Linked DNA regions of Mus musculus: region 2 is linked to region 1. A link is a contact called in public promoter capture Hi-C data. All regions are on one chromosome and are shown on one strand. Each heading gives the region's core, a stretch centred on a gene start, on an enhancer-like site or on the middle of the called end of the contact. The rest is flanking DNA. Distances are from core to core; before and after follow the strand shown. Region 1 holds the start of Inhba (inhibin beta-A). Region 2 has its middle 39 kb from the start of Gm22628.

Region 1 (7,024 bases), core at 693-3,192:
TAACTAGCAAAAACAACAGTAACACACACACACACACACACACACACACACACACACACCTGCATCTTTTCTTTAAAAGCTAGAACTTCAAGTCCAATCATTTGTAAACACTATAAATATGAGTTTAATGAAAAGAAGTGAACTCTCCTTAAAATAGAAGTAAAGTTAGGTTTGGGTTTTCTTTTGCCTGGGTCACACTGGCAGGGAGATAACATAGAGAGAGACGAATGCCCCGATAAGCACAGTGAAGAAGGGCTGTTGTTCTCGGGGCGAAGTACAGCTAAGGCACTGACCAGGTTCTTATGACAAGTTGGATAAAACGTGCAAAACTGGGGACTAATGAAAGCCATATGACCAGATATGTTGTTTCGTGTGCCGGATTTAAGATGCATAAAATAAACTTTTCACTGTGCCCATAAGCAAACTGTAGAGGCTCTGGTCTCCTGATGTGAAGTGGGGAAGGTTTCTTTATGACACCAGGAGCTGTCTGTGAAAGGGTCTCTCTTGAGGGCTTTCAAAGTGTGGATGCTAGCTATATGTGGGGGAAGGGGAGGGGCAAGGGGAAGGAGTATTCTAAGATCCGCATAAGAGAACTGAAGTAGGAAATAAAGTTGCAGGGGAAAATGACAGGAATATGGGTGGCAAAGACAGAAAGATAATCAGTGATAGTCATTTCCATTCCAACCCCAACCCCGGGGTGAACATAAACCTTTGGAAGAGAGGCACTTCCATGCTGTTTGATAAGAATCCCTGAGCATCTAAACTCATTTCTTGCCTCACACATAACTTCAGGGAAAGTCCCACTTGCACCCGAATGTAGATTGTAGACTGGCTTGGCACAGAAAAGTGCCCGAATCAGACCCCAGCTCCGGGGCGCCCTCCTAATTTAAACTCAAGCCTCAGTGTTTCCATCTATAAAGTGGGATGTATAATTTCAGGATCAAAACTCAGTGGTCACAAAAGAATGTTATTTCGGAGCATCCCTGTAGTTTCTTAAGCATGTGTGTCATAAGAATGTTCAAGACCCTGACTGCAGGGGCCGCCTCACACAGGGTCACTCTGAGACCCTGTTGGCCTTTGACACCCTGAAAGTGCCAACCTGCTAAGCCAGTCTAGCAGCTATGACGTAGCTGAATCTCCCCCAACCTCAGAGCTGGAACCACTTTGGGAAAGCCTCCTCTCCTCCATGGAAATCCAGGTGGGGGTGGTGGAGGAAGCAGGTAGGTTAAAATGCTTCTGTGGAATATTCTGGGCTGAGGATCAGCGTTTCCCAGCTGAATTCCAGGGCCCAGGGCGTGCGCTGGTCAGCGCAGCTCTGAGCGGGGTTGGTTTCTCTTTCACTTCCTGCCCCTCCCGCGGAGACTCCCTGCACCCAGGCCCTGTCCCTTTTCAGCTTGCCACCGTACCTTGAGCAGCACCTGCTGGCAGTTTCCAGGGATCACTCCCGAATGCGCAGCTCCAGCCCGGCTCGCGGGACGCCTGGACTCAGGGGCCAAGCTGGTCCAAGCGGCCGCCTCTATTTTTACCCTGAACACCAGCAAGGGCAACTTCGTTTAAAAGCGCAGCTCTTGATTTTTCCCCCCCTTTTGGCAGCTAAAGAATTCAGGGAGGGGAAAGAAAAAAAAAAAATCACTGTTCAGTGAGTGCAGCCGGGAATCTCTGATCCCAGCCCTCGGTGCCAGGGAATGTCAGGGACCAGGACCTGCAGTGGGGCTGCCGGTCTCCTGGCCAACGGAGGCGAGCGGCAGCTCAGGCCCCGCACCCGCAGACTGCCCCTTCCCGAGTGTAGAGTTCGGTCCCACCGACTACCGCACTGGCAGAGTGGCCCGCTGCCACCGCGCTCTGCACCTAGCGGAGGCGTTCTGATTTACTGGCTACTTCACAAAGCTCCAACTCCACGCTGGCCCGGTGCTGCCTGGAGGAGCAGCCACTAGCGAACCCCGGGAGCAGCTTGCTGTGAGGAGGAGCCCGGAGGGAAACTGGTACCTTATTTTACTGTAATTGCAAAAGAAGAGATGTGCCAGAGATTTATATTTAGAAGTTGTATGTTTCTACTTTTATGTAAATGGAGCAATTAGGGCCTGTCTTGTTTCTGCTAACTCGGATGCGTGAGCATTGCTGGGGAGCTGGTGTTTTCAATCACAATTAGTGAGCTGGTCAAGAAACAAAGTTCCTTTGAGGATAGAGCTCCTTTGTGTGGATGAGGGAAACCTGCGTTTCAGTGCTGGCCGGTGGCTTGTGGTGACACACATCTTAGGGGCATAGCTAACTCTGGACTAGTGTGTTTGCCCTGTGCAGCAGCTGGGCCCATATAAAGTTGGCAGAGATCAAGTCGTGAGAATATTCACTTTTCCTCTCAAGCAAACCGTATGTCCTTAAGCTTTCATGCAGGCTATTAATCGCTCTTCCCTCACTATCCCTGAAGCAAGGAGACAGGCTTGGAAAGGAAGCCGTTTTCCACGACTCTGACTCTGTGGTTAGCTGCTGCTCACAGATCCTGTGATTCAGTGAAACATGCAAGCCAGAGAATGTGGACACCTTAAGCAGGTGACTGACAAGTGTCCTCTGATTCAACTGAATGACAGGAGGCTGGTGGTTCAGAGGCACAGACAAGCTGCTGATAACTCAGGGTGTTTGGTTCCTTCCTATGAAAAATCTGTTTCAAAAAAAAAAATTCATGATTTCTGCCTGCCTTGCTGGGAAAGTAAACATGAAACGTGACTATAAAAATGAAAAGAACCTTTGAGGTGTTCTCATCAGCTACGTGTTGTTCTGGGCTTAAGGGGTGGTGGGGGGGGGGGGAAGACCTGGCCTCCTTGGTTAGGGTTACCCTCTCCCCCACAAGAGACAGCACAACATCCAGAAAACATGGGCAGGACTCTGAATGATATTTGCTGCAGTAAACTGTGGAAGTCCCTGTCTAACCATCCCATCAAACGGCTTTGGTAGAGTATGGGGTTGGCAAACCTGTCTGTTTCCTACAGGCCACAGCCTGCAACTAGTTTGGGCCAAATGTTAGATACCAGGATTTGGGCCAGAGATGGAGCGGCACTTTGCAGTCAAAAATCCAACTAGGGGGCTGTGTGCTTCTAAGCTAGAACAAGAATGAATAGTTCAAAACCGAACTGGAAAGGGGGGCATTCACATTGCTCTGAACTGTATCCAAAACAACAAATAAGAGACGGTTAACCCCAAACTCCCTGATTCCTAAGACTCACATTTTTTCTCAGAACCACCTGAGTATCCCTTCAGGCCTCATGCTGTCTATGAGGACCTGCCTTCAGGATATTGAAGACTGTCATCTGAACAGTGGCCCCAGATGCTACAGTTAAAAAATGGGAAAAGAAAAAGAAGGAAAAATTCCGTAAGTAAAGCGTTGTTGTTCACTCCAGAACAGCGGTTCTCAGCTGAACTGGTTTCTCTCTCCGGGACATCTGACAATGCGTTCAGCTGTCATAACCAGGAAGGAGGTGCCACTGGCATCTACTGAACAGAGGCCAATGCTAAGAGCTCTCCTACAATGCACAGCACAGGATGGTGCCCACGCTAGAAAAATTAGCAATGATTATACAGTGAGAAGCCCTGAGTTAGAGTCATGATTTTAAGATTTCACCCAATTCCCTTTCCATCTGTGCTGCAAGAGAACTTGGAAACCCAGACTATAACACTGGAAAAGAATCCAATTATGCAAAGTATTAGTGATTGAAGTGACCCTGCTTCCTCATGCATGCATGGTACCCAATGAGTAGAAACTCATATCAGGCAACAAATAGCAGCCTTGCAATCCCCACCCACATTCTCATATGCCCTCAGCACATTCTCAGCCAGTTTTTGGGTTAAACCAAGGGCAGTTGTGGTGGCAAGAAACAAATCTTGATGGGCTGACTCATACCCAATGTCTTCGAAGATAATGGACTCACTGAGAAAAAGTAAATGAAGAACTGGGTTCTTCACTTTAGCCGTTTAGTAACAGCTCCATCAATGCAACAGTGAATTCCCCAAAGTAAATTTTGCAAATATGAGATAGCCATACTTAACTTAAAAAGAGAGAAAGAGAGAAAGCTAATAGTTTTTATTTTTATTGCCTAGTACTCAAGGTAATGACATAATATTAATATCCAAAGAAATAAAACAGAGTTCTTGCCTAAATCATAACGTTCACTCCAAGCAACAAATGATCCTGCAAGTGCCCTTCTCATAAGAAAGTGGAAGGAAGGCTGTGGCCCTCCAGGTGCTGTTCCTATGAGAAGAGCCAGATATGATTGTGACAGACACAGAAAAGGTGTCATCAACAACAAACGATAAATATCAAAGACAGAAACAGCCTACAACAAGCCAGCTTAGGTATGAATACTGTTCAGGAGACAAGGGCTACTGTCCCAAGTTCATGGCTTAGCGTCTCAGTGGCTCAGGTCACCCAGAAAGGAGAGAGTAAGTCAGAGTTCATTTGTCAATGGACAGAGCCATGAAAGGACTGTCTTAGACATCATGACGCCATGTCATCTCCTCCAAGATATGAATCATAGTCTACTCAGGTAAATGGTCATTTTAGAACCAAAAGCTTCAATCAACTCCCAAATGATTCATAAATGCCTGGATTTCTTCCCAAGAATGGCTAGCACATACAAAGCCTCAATAATCACTTGTGACCTATAGAGAAACTATATAAATATGCCTTCTGAAAGTTCTGACCAACATGCATATGTTCATTAATTTTGTAACTCAGTTAAAACCTAATCAGGAAACATCTGCTACAGAAATTGACTTATTTCCCCTAAAAGACTATGGAAAACATTTTCAAAGGAATATAGAACAGAGTGCCGCTATACTTTTCCTTACCTGGAACCTCTAGGATAACAAGTCCCATATTCCTGGCTTGAGGACACAGAGATTTAGTGTGTAGATTCCACTAAATTGATAAGAGAGCAGAGGCTTTGATTCTAATCCAGTTTTGCTTATCCACAAAGATACCTCTACAACCTGTTGTCCAATTATAGATCCAAAAAGCGAAAGCCAACAAAAAGCTTGAAGCTGTCCAGTCTCTCTCTCTCTCTCTCTCTCTCTCTCTCTCTCTCTCTCACACACACACACACACACATGTGTGTCTTTGTGTGTGTCTGTGTGTCTCTGTGTGTTGTTTTAAGTCAGAGAGCTGCTACCTCCTGCATGTCCAGATAAAGTCCAAAGGTTGTGTGTCCTGTGGGATCAGCTCTCAGACACGTCTAAGCCACACTAGCTTGGGTGCTGTTCTTCACTGCACTGTGACCTCTTCTGTCCATGTTCTGGCAGCAGCCCAGCCTGGTCAATAAAGATTTCCAGGTGCCCAAAGTCTAACCTCTAGAAGGTCAGATTTTCAAAGGTGGGTCAGCAAGCAGGATTCTGTCAGCATTCATCACATTGGTTTGGGGAACCAAAGGGTAAAAATATACAACAATCTTGTGTAGGTTAGCTGGTGTCACTAAACTCTGTAATCTAAAGCTTTCCAAGGACAACTTATAGTCACAGTCCCCTGTTGTAGCATTTACTCACTCCTGAAAGGTGGGCTAGAATGATGGATGGAAGAACAGTTGTTCTATTAAAAGCAAAAATCTCATCTCTCAAAGACCATTTGTGATCACTTTAATGAAACGACTGGAAAACCAATAATGTCATTTTAGCCAATGCTAGCATCATTTAGCTATGAAAGGAGGACAATTAAAATGGCGCTCCCTGCAGAGAAGAGTTCACTCAATAACTTCCTTAACTTTCAAGACACTTTTGTTTTATTAGATGCCGTTAGCTTCATGTTAGTCACAGGGAAAAAAAAATGCCCACATACACACGCACAACTAAATGTAGTCAGTTTGCTCAGCTGCTGCTGACGTCACTGCTGCCCACTAGGAGTGAGTTACTGTAATAACCCCCTTTTATTAATCATAGGCTGGAGGAAGCACAAAGTGAGTGACATCATTAGGCAAAGGACTGGCTAACTCATGCTCCAGTTTACTCAGCTTTATTATAATATTTCTCAAGTGTCATATGAAAGTGATTACCATTTCACACTTTCCCCCACCCCCCAGCCCCCACCCCCACCCCGAGCAGTCATCCCTAACCTTCGATTCACGCTCCCAGGGAAGAGTTAGGTTTTCAGATGAAGGTATGCAAGAGCCAAGTCTCAGTAAGGGACCTTATTCCAGAAAAGAATATCCCCAGAACAGCCTCTTCCTGGGCTAGAGGGGGAGGCAGTTTCTGAAGAGGACAGACTTCTGCTTCACTCAGACCCCAGTGGCAGCATCCTACTGCAGAAGACAGTTCTGGCATGTCTTCAAGGTGACCTACCTAGGTATTGCATTCTGCACATCTGAGCTCCAAAATGTGAAGATTCCACTGGGAGAGTGGAAAACATGGGTTGTTACATGGGTTGTTGAAGTGAGACTGTGTGGGGTTAAACTCAGTATTTTCAGACTTGAGGACTTCTGAAAACATCCCTGTTATCAGTAGTGCAGTTCCCCTGCCTAGAGAGTGCTGGTCACAGTGCACATCTTCCACAGATAACAATCATGCAGTATGAAGGTATCACTACAAACCCAGCACATAGAACATGACTGCTGTGTAGGCAATGTGGCCATGGGTGGTATTTTTTCTCTTTCTTAAAAAGCTTCATTGTTTAAAATGAGTGTTCTCTGTCTTTCTACATTAAACACTGGGAAGACATGCAAACATTCTGGAGCTAGGTACTGGGGTAGATTAGGAAAAGGGAAACCTAGCTGCATGCTCAGCTTACACAGTAGCTCAAATGTCATAAGCCAGCTCACATCTGTGTGGTCCAGTTCCTCATAAACTCCTACTTATCCAATAGAGAAATTCTGGAAACTGACATCAGGTGATTAAAGGGAAGAAGGAAGACAGCTCAGAAATATCCAAGGTCACTGCATCATATACTCTCCCATTTTATCTCCTCCTCCTCCTCCTCCTCCTCCTCCTCCTCCTCCTTCTTCTTCTTCTTCTTCTTCTTCTTCTTCTTCTTTTGATAAGTTCTCACAGC
Region 2 (6,228 bases), core at 1,636-4,135, 69 kb before region 1:
GGCGGTGAGCTTTGAACAGGCAGCATGGTCCCTGGTTGAGTACAGGCTTTGAGCCCCAGAGACCTGGTAGGTGACTTCTGCAGGCAAGGAATGGCAAGTGTTTGGCCACGCTCCTTGGGCCCCTGACTCCTGCTGCAGCTACAGCCTCCCACAGCTCCCCCCAACCTCAGAGAGAGTTGTGTGGCCATCAGTCATATAGGGCAATGCCCCAAGCTCCTGGTATTCTGTCTGGAATCCACCCCACAGTTACCTGGCAATAGCCAGGTATGCTTCGCACAGTTACCTGGCAACACTATAAAAGGAGCTGCTTGGCCCCTCTTCCTTCTCTTACTCCCTTGCTCTTACTCTTGTCTCTCGATCCCTTGCTCTCCTTTCTCTTCACATTCCTCTCCCACCTCCACGTGGCCATGGCCTCTACTTTTCTACTCTCTCCCTCTTTCTGCCTTTCTACAATAAATGCCTTAAAATCATGGACCGCTTCTTCTCTTTGGGACCAGCCATGCAATAGAGCAGGTCTTCCTCCCAAGAGCCGCTTATCTAACCTCCCTAGGGAGGTCTCTCTGTGTTCTCAGCCATGGTCTCCACCAAGACAACCTGCCCACCAGACTCTCCTCCCTGAGGGACTCAGTTTGAAGTGCCCTCCTCCCACCTTTTTCCCTTCAGCCCTGGGCTGAATCCTAGCCACAGGTCCCCAGTCTGTTCTCAGCTCATCTGCAACACCCAGGGGTGTCTGCGGTCGTTGCCTTCTGTGTAGGCCTAGGGACACTAGGCCTACTGAGCCAACTTCTTCAGCAGTTCTGTGGGAATCCCAGACTGCAACCTCCCTACCTCCAGTTCAAGGTCCCCTGGCTGCCCAGCGGTGGCCTGGGGTGCAAACTTCCTGAGTGCCCCCTCGACCAGAGCCCTGAGCTCTGGGCCTGATGCGGCTCCCCATGTTTAACCCACACCTTATCTAGAAAACATAGGACATATTGCTCAGGAAAATCGTAGTTGAAGAATATGACTCCCATTTGAATGTCAGCCCTGATCTGCATTTATAACAACTGATCCCTGCATATGCTGAAGCTACTTCTAAGATGTAAGCAGTTCAGAAATCTCTCTGCATTAAACTCTACATAATAAACTAAGATAATTGGACACTGTTGAATTATATATACTGCAATTTTACATGTTAAAAACTCATCAAATATTTTGTTTGAATATCATGTAACCATATGTCTGTTTCTTTTCTTTTTATTTTTTTATAGTAGAATTTGGGGTTAAGAGTATTGGTTTCCACTCCAGAACACCCAGCCTTCACACAATGACAAAAAAACTGCCTGTAACTCCAGTCCCAAAGGATCCATGTCTACTTCTGTCCTCAATGGGCATGGTACACATGTGGTCCACAGACACGAATGTAGACAAAGCATTCATACACATAAATTAAAAACAAATAAATCTCTTAAAAGACAATTTAAAGTAGACTTATTGTTGTGTGTATAGACTACTACAGATTTTCCAAGGACCAATTAAATTCAAATATACAAGTGTATTTTTTAAATATGCGATTTTTTGGGGGGGGTCAGATAAACTACTTTTAGAACTTGATATTTGGGTGACCAAACACATGGTTTTATGTATGGATGTATAGAAAAGTTAGCAAATTTTAGTTTTCAGAAATGCTTGATACTTTGCTTAGGAGGGAAAAAAACATATGGAAAAAGAATCATGCGTTGGAACTATAACAGCTACAAGGATGGAATGCCTGGGCCTTAAAGTATTTCTCCTTTCCTATTACATCAGAAGTTTTCAGGTTTCTGAAGATTATCTCTGGCTGCTTAGAAAAGTCATCTGCTTTATTGATGCATTGATTCAGTTATCCTGGCTCCAGAAATTAATGTCTTGTTTCTGAATACTGAAATGTGAGTATCAAGTTAAGTTTTGCTGGTGAAAGGGCAGCGAGAAATGTATGTACTTTTTAACCAAAACTCTCATTTGTTGTGTGAGTGTATGTGAGTGCGTATGTGCATGTGTGCATACAAGTGAGGATCAGTGTGTGTATCCACTCATGTGCTAAGTCACAAATGTGAAGCCAGAGAGCATCTTGTAGAAGTTAGCTTTTCCCTTTACCAGGTAGCTTCTGGGAATCCAAATCAGGTCGACAGTCTGACTAGCAAGTGTCTTTACCCCTTAATCCACATTGCTGGCCCTGATGATTTTTTTTAATTCTTCAAGAGAAAGATCCAAGAATGTTTTATTAAGCCCTCAGCTGAGATTATCTGACTAAACTTATAACCTTGAGTTGTGAAAGAAAAATAAGAATCAAAGAATTTCCTGTGTTACTACCTAAACCCTCCTACCTAAACCTTCCCTTTGCCCTTAAGAGGGTGTGAAATGTGAGCCTGTGAGTAACAGGACTTACCAAAGGAGCAAGACAGCCACTGGCTCTATACTGCTCAGTCCCACAGTCAGTTTGTAGGAAGGAGAATGGGCATTTACCATCAAATTCTTAATCTTTAAAGTAGAAAAGTGGTTTCTAAGGAGGCAATCTTCTTTAGTATTGTTTAAGTGAATATAAAAAATAGAATCTTTGCATGGTGCAGACCAACGTGAGCTATATGGAGGCCTCAGAAAGAGATGTGGCTGGAAAAGGGAACCACAGTCTTTGACAAGAGAAAATGGCATTTGGGGACCCACTAACTTGAAATTAAGTTGCCATTAGAATAGACCTTTACCCCTAATCTATCAAAACACTGTAGCCAACGAATCTGTCTGTGAATGGGAAGCAGAGGAAATGTATTGGGTCATTTGAAATAAAATCCCTTGCAGCTGACCCATGAGAGGTGCTGATAGCTTCCAGATGGAGCCTTGTCCAGTTCCCATTGGCCAGATGTTTGTGCCTGTCCAGAAGGATTGTTTTGTATGTAGAGTGGGGAACCATGGAAATAGCATCAGGATTGACCAAGGACTTACCCCAAAATAAGAAAATTCCAGTCAGAGGTGTGGCCTATAGCTTGACGCTTATTCAATGACCTAACTGGCTGCACAGTCCAGCTCCATTGTTTCAGATATTTGTACCCTTGGGCAAATTAATTAAAGAGTAAGAATTGGTTATCTCATATTGGAGATGGAGACAGCAAGAACTAAACCTCATAGCATTATTGCTAGAAATACAAAAGGGTAGATAATAGGCTCCAGTAAGTGATTCCTGTGTTAGGTTATTACATCATGTCCACTCTTCTACACTGACAGAATACCCACTATAAGCCTATAAATGTGTTAGATATTATTGAAAAGACAAAAAATGGGTGGAAGACATTTCTGATCTCCAAGAACTTCAATTATAGGACATAAGTAAGCAGACAATAAATGAGCCAACCTAGATGAGTGCTGGTAGGGATATCTACACAGTACCCTAAGGTAGAAGAAAGTGACGTCTATATTTCTATAAGGTAGCACCAGACTCCATAATATTGATTCAAAGTCACTGCTTCTCCCACTGTAAAAGTGAGGAAATCAAAGCAAAATATATTGTCTAAGTATACATAGAGAGTACATGGCAAAATTTGATTTGATTTTTCTTCTTCTAGTCTCAGCTGATTCCCAAGTTCCAAGGATGCTTGTATGGAACAGGAGGGAAACGGGAAGTGTCTAGGTCATTTCCATAGCTGTAATATATTGCTATAAATTAGGAAATTTATAAGGAACAAAGATTGCTTAGCTTGCAGTACTAGCAGGTGTTATGTTCAGGATCCCAGGGATGCATTATGCAAGACTTCCCTACCTTGGTGAGAGAGCAAGCAGGACCAACTTCTTAGAAAGCCCTTAGTCCCAACATGGAGTGCCAACCTGGATATTTTTCTCATCGAACATCAATTATTGTTATCTCAAAGTTATCACTCCCATAGCTAAATTGATTACTGTCAAGTTTTTTTCCTATCATCCATGGGAAGAAACATTTTACATTGACTGGGATACTTGCACACATAGACACCTTTATAAAGCAAAATGACCAAACCCTAGCTACTTGTGCAGTATAAGGCCACTGATACCGTTTATCCTACTATAGGTTATTGCACTGATTCTGCGAGCATGTCAATTATAGCCTACAGTTTTCAAAACACTGAATATAATATCTAAACTAAATGTGCACTGCATTGGTGTTGAATAGCCTAAGCAAGACTGGGGTGCTATTTTTTACCACAATTAAAATAATATTAAAATTGCATGCAATATTTTGGGGAGTGGAGTCAGCTTGTAGCTATATATGCCTTGCTTATTTACTGACATATGAGCCACATACTACAGGTTAATTTATCAAAAGAGACAAATTAGTGTTAAATGCTAAATGGGAGAGGGAAGCACACAGGAAGAAATTCTATTATATAGACAACAAAGTTGAATTAAAACAGTTAAATTGAACTTCTGCAGAAAGATATGCATTTAGACCCAAGAAACTTGCTAGATGAGTCTTCCTTTTCCTTTTCTTGGAAATTTTCTGAAGGAAATTTTCAGCTAAAGGTGTCATTTTGGGTGGTCCTAGAGAATGCCTATTAAACAGGTCGTATGTGCAGTGCTGTGCTACTGAAGACATCCAGCTCACGGAAGAGGGCCCAGGCAGCAGAGCTAGAGCTGGATCAGTCACTCTTTCATTTACTCTAGGAGCACATTATTTACATGAGGCTGAGTGGCCCTTTCTCAGACTCTCAGCCACCCTCTGAACCTTTGCCCGTGTATATTCTCAATGCTCAGTTGATCTGCTGTAATGTTTGGATGTAGAGTTTACAGCAGGCACTAGAGCAGGAGGTGTCAAAACACGACAAGAAAGGCTTTTTCTTGTTTGACTTCTGGCAGGAATCAGAGTGAAAGTGATGGAAGGCTTGGGAAAAAGCCCAAACTTGTCAGTTCTTCCAGCCAACTTGGCGGACTCCACAGGTTTAGAGAGTTCAGATGAGCTTCATGTCCATAAACCTTTGAATACTTATAGAGAAACGAATCTCACTGTCTGAGGTTTTCTGAGGTTCAACACATCTAATTGTTCTAAAGCTACAATCTGATTACGTCCCTCCCACAAATAACAAAAAAAGGGGCTTTGAGCTATAATCATATATATACCAAAGAAAATGGCAAGCAAGCTGGCGAAGGCCACACTGTGCCCAAACCAGCCTGGAAAGACCACTTGACCTGCTTTGCAAATATTCCCCAAATTACTTGTTTTGTCTCTTTTGCTTTTTGAGCTCCTGTCTTTGTATTTATTAGAACTGTGCATAATAAAGCATCCATTATGACATATCATCTTCTGAAGGCAGAAATTTCTGCTACCCTGTGTGTGACTTGAACTGAGAGTTTTTAGAAAAAGATTGTTGATTTTGTTTTATAAGGAAAGAACGCATGTAAAAGAACATATGTGATGTATGTATATTTTAAAGGTACTGAATGGTTAAAAAATGATTCGTTTTAAAAATATTTATATAATAATTTGTCTTATTTCATCTCTCAAGCTGAAAAAAAATCAAGAATAGAAGGCAGTCAAGCAAACCATGTCATTTGGTTGTCTGTGACACTGAACACAGAAGAAGTAAGCCTAGGAAGGATGGAGGAATTTAACGACATTCATTGTTTTTATATTATGTGGTACTTAGATATTATTCTAGGGCTTTGTCAAGGTCGGTTCAAAACTCCACATAGATTTCAATTATCCACAACACACATATTTCCTTGAGAACATTCTTATGGAAACCACATTTCCAACCTTTAAGTTGCTGGTGTTCCTCTGCCTATGAACCTGGCTCGGGACCAGCAACATGTCTCACATCTTACTGCCACATTTCCTGAGTGAACTCAGGGTTTCAGCTGTAGCTGAATTTTCTCTGAACTGTAGATAACATTCAAAAGAGAATAGTCTTACAGTCTGGGAATCCACAAAACTCGCTTACTCTGGAGAGCACACTTTGATAAAGCATATTTTGTATGCCCGCTACCACCAATAGTGCTTTTGGAGTCATATGTCTTCTGGCTTTGTCAGCAAGGCAGTTGGCATTCATTCTATAACACATCCCAAATGTCTAAGTAGGTCACCAGCACTAGTCTCTAATGGGTAAAAGCATAAAACATTGCTAAAAGGACAAAAGGATGAAAGATGGATCTTTCCATTTCAAAGATTAGTTGTCTATATTTTTTACTATGACACCTGGTGGGAATGCAATATACTACAAATACCTAGCAAAAATCAAACTGGAGAATTAA

What was found. Promoter capture Hi-C pulls out the DNA fragments that hold promoters and counts their contacts.
Region 2: a contact with region 1 is called in a promoter capture Hi-C map of second pharyngeal arch cranial neural crest, with 2.6 times the contacts expected there. The contact joins the enhancer-like site here to the promoter of Inhba in region 1. A contact is called at or near these places in 8 of 39 promoter capture datasets (the 3T3-L1 cell line, 3T3-L1-derived adipocytes, cranial neural crest and 5 more), 6 of 484 Hi-C or Micro-C datasets (the HL-1 cell line, embryonic stem cells and liver) and 1 of 9 other capture datasets (pancreatic islet).

The regions. Positions count from the first base shown.
Region 1 is chr13:16,006,769-16,013,792 of GRCm38.p6, reverse strand. Inhba (inhibin beta-A) reads right to left here and starts at 1,942. Exons shown (of 5, transcript NM_008380.2): 1 at 1,703-1,942; 2 at 1,407-1,593. It also overlaps the pseudogene B230303A05Rik.
Region 2 is chr13:16,077,033-16,083,260 of GRCm38.p6, reverse strand. No RefSeq gene overlaps it. Among named protein-coding and RNA genes, the nearest start is that of Gm22628, 39 kb to the right of the region's middle. Within about 2 kb of position 2,885, at least 3 of the 459 cell types and tissues checked have an H3K27ac peak or open chromatin away from gene starts, as enhancers often do. A contact at or near this core is called in second pharyngeal arch cranial neural crest, where this site is marked.